Linked DNA regions of Mus musculus: region 1 is linked to region 2. Evidence: chromatin contacts called from public ChIA-PET data. All regions are on one chromosome and are shown on one strand. Each heading gives the region's core, a stretch centred on a gene start, on an enhancer-like site or on the middle of the called end of the contact. The rest is flanking DNA. Distances are from core to core; before and after follow the strand shown. Region 1 has its middle 29 kb from the start of Ifng. Region 2 overlaps Rap1b (RAS related protein 1b).

Region 1 (2,700 bases), core at 6-2,505, 640 kb before region 2:
GTCTCCTGTACCTAATTGCCTTACCCTTCATATTGTATAAGGGCACTGGGTCCATGGGGAAAAGATACCCTGAGACCTGAGACCGGGTTGGCTAAAGGCTTTGCAGATGCTGGTACGCATGTAATTCACAGACATACATACATATCTAGGTAACTCCTTCCTAACAACTGTTTTTTTTTTTTTTCTTTTTTTTTTTTTAGTGACCTCACCACTATTCCTTAGGCTGTATTCTAAAGAGTCCTTGGGTCTTAAGCCAAGCCCATCCCAGGCTTCACCCATCCAAACCCTTCTGTCTGCTGGCCCAAGAGGCACTCTTTGATATCCTTTAAGCAGGCATTAAACATTTGTAGGAATCAGGTATCTGGTACAGGGGGAAAGGAGACAATGTTTTCTTCATGGTTCCAATTTAATCCCAATTTAGTGAACAACTTATTAAATGGGCAGACTTTTCTATTTTTATCTTTGTGTGTGTACAAAATATAAGTCATATAGAGGGAGACAGAGAACGGAATAGAGCCCATTTAGCTTTGTTTAAATGGCACTCAAAACTTCATGGGTTAAGACCATGGATTTCAGTCATATCTGGTTCCATTCATTATCTTCAAGATTATTTATTTCATGCCCCCAAGCTCTAGCTGCCCTGATTAAAATATGGACATGCTAGTCAACGGTAACAGATGCCTCCAAAGGTAACAAAAATGCAAATAATTCATGAACCACATTTAGGAAAAGACCCAGGCCACTGTTTTAAGTGTTCAGCAAACACTACTTACCATGCCATGTATCAGTGTTCCTAAAATTTTGCACAATACAGAAACTGATGACTGGGGTATGACAAGGACAGGCCTAGAAAGGAAGTGACTGGCTGTATACTGAGCGATACGGTCACAGTGTTTTGACTTTGTCTCTTGCCACTTCCATCCTTTGCTTTCCTATAGCATGCTGGAAAATCAACCACAGCCAGTTTTACCACCCACACCCCAGCGGCTCTCTAAAGCTCTTCTCGAATGAGTCAGCACACAGCCAGGCATCTTGGTCACTCGTCGGAAGTACAAGGCTTGCAGGTTCCCAAACAGGCGGCGGCTGCTGCTGCTCTCAGTAAACACACTCTGGCAGCAAGGTGGGAGGCATCTGGTGGGAATCACAGGGAGGCATCTCCTTAGGTATGGGATATGGCTTCCTATTATATAGCGAAAAGAGCTGGAGGCTTCACAGTGACTGTGACAAATGTGAAATAAGCCCAAGTGGCCAGGGTGTTGCAAGGCTGCTCTGACTTGGTGGCTGGAGGAAGCTTGATTGGAGGAAGCATTGTCAGTCTGCCCACGGTTGCACCTTACTGTAAACACTGAAAACCCCAGTTTCACACCCGACGACTCCACATAACAAGCTGATCTGACTTCTCTTGGCTCTCTAGATTTTTCTCCTTCAGAAGGGGTAATTCTTTCGAAGCTGGAATGCTCAGACATTCTTACTTAGCAAAAGCTATGGGCAAGAACTCGAAAGTTCTGAGTGAAATTCCTGAAGCATATTGCACCAAAGGAAATGGACTTCCCACAAGTAAAATAAGAATCGTCTCCCTATCTAACAGGTCCTGAACCTTCGCAAAAAGTAAACTATATATGTGTGATATGTATACATATATATGTATATATATATATATATACATAGTGATATATATAGATATATAGATATACATACATACATATATATTATGCAAAGCCCTAATTAATGGAATACTCAAGGCAAGAAAGTGCTCTAGTCTTCAACCATGAGAGTTGTTAGTAAAAGACTGTTCTACAAATACATTCCACCACTGAAAGGGTGCACTGCAATAAAAATGGTGTTTTGAGGATTTGCAATGCTGAAATGAATGCACCAAAGACAGTTAAACAGTGTATATCTTTTTATTTTCATCATTTACATTCCAAAACTGCATTCTTGAAGAAGAAAAAAACTCTATTGAACTTCCAGTTGTGATTTATATTTTTAATGTGTTGACTTTTTTTAGAGGGACATTGGACTGAAACGTACTTTTTATGTGAAAAGGAACAATTCTATCTGTGGTTCCTGATAGAGAAGTTCAAGCAACTTGAAAAGTTAGATCCTTGCACAAACAAAACAAAACAAAACAAAACAAAACCCTGCATGAATAGTCATGGCACTGGGCCCCAGAAAAAAGGTTGGAAATCTTGACTTAAAAGAACAGTTATACCCACCTAGCACAGAAAGACTCTGGCATGGCTAGATTTGTCTTTAAGGCTAACCTATTGACCCCAAGGTCATAATGAAATGCCTGCACACACATAATCCTTGATAGAAGCCATCAGCAGACTACACTGGTTCCCACATCTTGACACAGACGGATGCTATTTATTTCTTGTCATTTTTTTTCTCTTCAGCCCACTGCTTTCTAAGTTCTGTTTCCTACACTCACTGGCACCTCTGACACTATGTCTTTTAAAGGTTAGTGGTGACCACAAACTGGCAACTCAGGGGACTGGTTTCCAGTCTGGGCACTTGCCAACCTGCCCTCCAACACCTGGTGTCACCCACCACACCCTCTTCCTCTGTCGTCTGAGATGCTCATTTGACTCTCTGCAGCTTGGCTCTCTCTTTGCAGCCCCTCCATACCTTCCTGTCCCTTCAGGTTGCTGTAGTTGAAGATGTCGCCATTGTCCAACCCTCTCCATTCAGAGAATC
Region 2 (2,700 bases), core at 154-2,653:
GACATATATGGAGTGTAGATCTGTGCTTAGGAAGGTCTGTACCTCCTTATTCCTTAGGCTTGGCATTTGTATGTGTTTCTGTTATATAAATCATAGGATGCAAAAGTTAATATCTTTCAATAATAGCAGATATGTAACTTACAGTAAATTGGCTGCTAACCATTGCAGATTGTATCAGCAGATAAAGCTAGGGCTAGAGAGAACTCAACAGTTAAAAGCACGTGCTGCTCTTGCAAGACCTGGGTTTAGTTTCCAGTGTCCACATGAAAGCTCACAACTTTGTAACTTCCATTCCAGAGGTGAGGAACTTAGACAATATACATATATTCATGCAAGCAGTCGTACACATAAAATAATCTTAGAAAAATAAGACCAAGTAGAACATAACTGTTCAACATGCCCCTACACCTGATGGCATTGCCGGAAGCAGAGCTGGCAGCTAAATACACTGATTGCACAGGTAGTCTCAGAACTTCAGAGAGGTTGACATGATAAAGAGGATCCGGATTTAGGCCAGGCTAGGCACAAGGCCCTGTAAGAAAGGAAGAGAGCAGGAACAGAAACCAAAACCAAAAATACGCATGCTTGCTGAGGCAGGAGGATAGTGTTCCAGGCCAGCTTGGGCTATGTGAGAGTTTGTCTTACACAGAAACATTAATGCCGCCTTGTGATCATGGAAACTCAAGTATATAATGGACTTGTGTGTTTGGTTCATCTTCCTGTGTCATACTTTTTCTTTGTCAAAAATAAGTCTGCACAAAATGCAGTGGAGAATGGAAGATCCTGATGGGTCACCAGTACTGATTGCCTCCTCCCAGACCGTTGCCTTTACAATTGGATGCTTTTTGTTTCATTTCCTTTCTTGAGGTCTATAGTCTAGCCCATACTGGCATAAACCCTAGATCCTCCTGTCTCAGCCTCCTGACTAGTGAAATTACCGACATGCCACCACATATATCATAGCTAAAATGTGTGTGAGTGCAGGCATGTGTGTGGCACACCTTGACATGCAGAGGTCAGAGAACGGCCTCCAGTGTCAGTCCTCATCTTCTAGCTTGTTTGAGACTAGGACCTTTTGTTGTTTGCCACTACCTTTGCAAGACTAGTTGACTTGCAACCTCTGGGGACCCTGTCTGCCTTCATCTTGCTGAAGAGCACTGGAGTTACAGATAGTGGCTACAGTCCCCAGCCTTTGTATGGGTGCTGGGAGTCAAACTCAGGTGTCACAGCTGACTGGCAAGTGCTTCAGCCATGTGTCTCCTCAGCTTTTAGAGTCCATGTGTCTCCTCAGTGCTGCTTTTAGAGTTCCTTGGCTGTCTGAAGTCAAGCACTGTGAACAGCTAGGTAGCTAGGATCTCTAGAACAGCGGGTTAATATTCACTCTCTGCTTACTTACTGTGTTGCTCAGTCGCTTAACATTTTGGGCACTGTGTTTCATTTGATCTTCGAAACTCTGAAGGGATTCTGTTAATCCTATCCGTTAAGGAAGTGACACATACAGAAAGGCCAAATAATGACAAAGGTCATGCCCAGTCCAGCATTAACTTTTACTGTATTTTTCTAGTTTATCATAAAAATTACCTTAAACCCTTCCTGTCATAGTCTACTATCTATAGCAAGTAGTAAATTAATATTCATAATGCAGTTATCTAAACTGTCCTGCACAGGAAGCCTGACAAGTAAGTGCACTTGCCTGGAGAGCTAGCAACGTGTCTAATAAGAAAAAAGGGTTGGGTTGTTTGTTTTGGATTTTTGTTTGTTTGTTTTGGGTCAGGGCCTTGTTTATCTGGTCACTCGGCTGAGAGAAGCCTGTAGTGCAGTTAATGCATTCCCTGCAATCAGGTCCTGAACGCAAAGGTGACGTGTGTAACAGAACTGGAAGACATGGTCTTGAGTTGCAGGTCAGGTTTTGTTCCTGAAGATTTCAGTAAAAGATTTGGCAGGATTGGTTGGGATTATAGCTCTATTTACTGGAACTGTTAATACTAACCCATGAAGTGGTAGGAGAGACCTTTTCCCTATTTGTGGTACTAAATCTGGTCAGAACGGACAGAATGCTGTAAGCAGCTTCATGTTGGTTGGTTCTTCGTTATGTTTGGTTTGTGAGGCCGCCTCACTGTGGCCCCGACTCCCCCGTCCTGCTGCCTCAGCTTCCCAAAAGCAGAGGCTCCACTACACCTGGCTAAGAGTTTTATTTTTGACAGGAATCTGGGCCTCTTTTTTTCTTGAAAGATAATTTTTAAACCTGCTCAGTCCTGAATTCTGTTACTGTGCCCAGCAGGTTAGGCTGTGTGTCCTGACACTGAATTAGTTAAAGTTTTTGGAAGCGAAAGGAGACGTTGGTGATCATCAGGAACCGTTGCGGTGCTACTTTGGGACTTGGAGGCGGAAAGAAGTCAGGCATCATCTCACTTGCAGAGTTTAGTGGGAGAAGTAGCATCCCTTGACATCAGGAACTAGTAGTTAAGGGGTTTTACTTAGCCCTTTGTAATTTAACATCGAAGAATTCCAATTGAGGGAGGAGAGTTAAACTAAACAACTTGAGGATAAGAAAACTGCTTGTTACCGACATTCTAAGGGGAGCATTTGTAGCTACTTGTAGACTCTTTGGCATAGAATTTTACTGGAAAAATAATCAGGCATAATCAGGCCTTTAAAATCTTGCTTTTTGAGGCTGAAGAGATGACTCTGTGAGTTAAC

The links. ChIA-PET counts read pairs in DNA pulled down with a chosen protein or histone mark.
Region 1: a contact with region 2 is called in an RNA polymerase II ChIA-PET map of effector CD8 T cells, with 9 read pairs. The contact joins two enhancer-like sites. A contact is called at or near these places in 2 of 115 datasets of contacts at active chromatin or transcription factors (effector CD8 T cells and microglia).

The regions. Positions count from the first base shown.
Region 1 is chr10:118,469,081-118,471,780 of GRCm38.p6, reverse strand. No RefSeq gene overlaps it. Among named protein-coding and RNA genes, the nearest start is that of Ifng, 29 kb to the right of the region's middle. Within about 2 kb of position 1,255, at least 62 of the 459 cell types and tissues checked have an H3K27ac peak or open chromatin away from gene starts, as enhancers often do. A contact at or near this core is called in effector CD8 T cells and microglia, where this site is marked.
Region 2 is chr10:117,827,829-117,830,528 of GRCm38.p6, reverse strand. The region is part of intron 1 of Rap1b (RAS related protein 1b); the gene reads left to right. Among named protein-coding and RNA genes, the nearest start is that of Rap1b, 17 kb to the left of the region's middle. Within about 2 kb of position 1,403, at least 54 of the 459 cell types and tissues checked have an H3K27ac peak or open chromatin away from gene starts, as enhancers often do. A contact at or near this core is called in effector CD8 T cells and microglia, where this site is marked.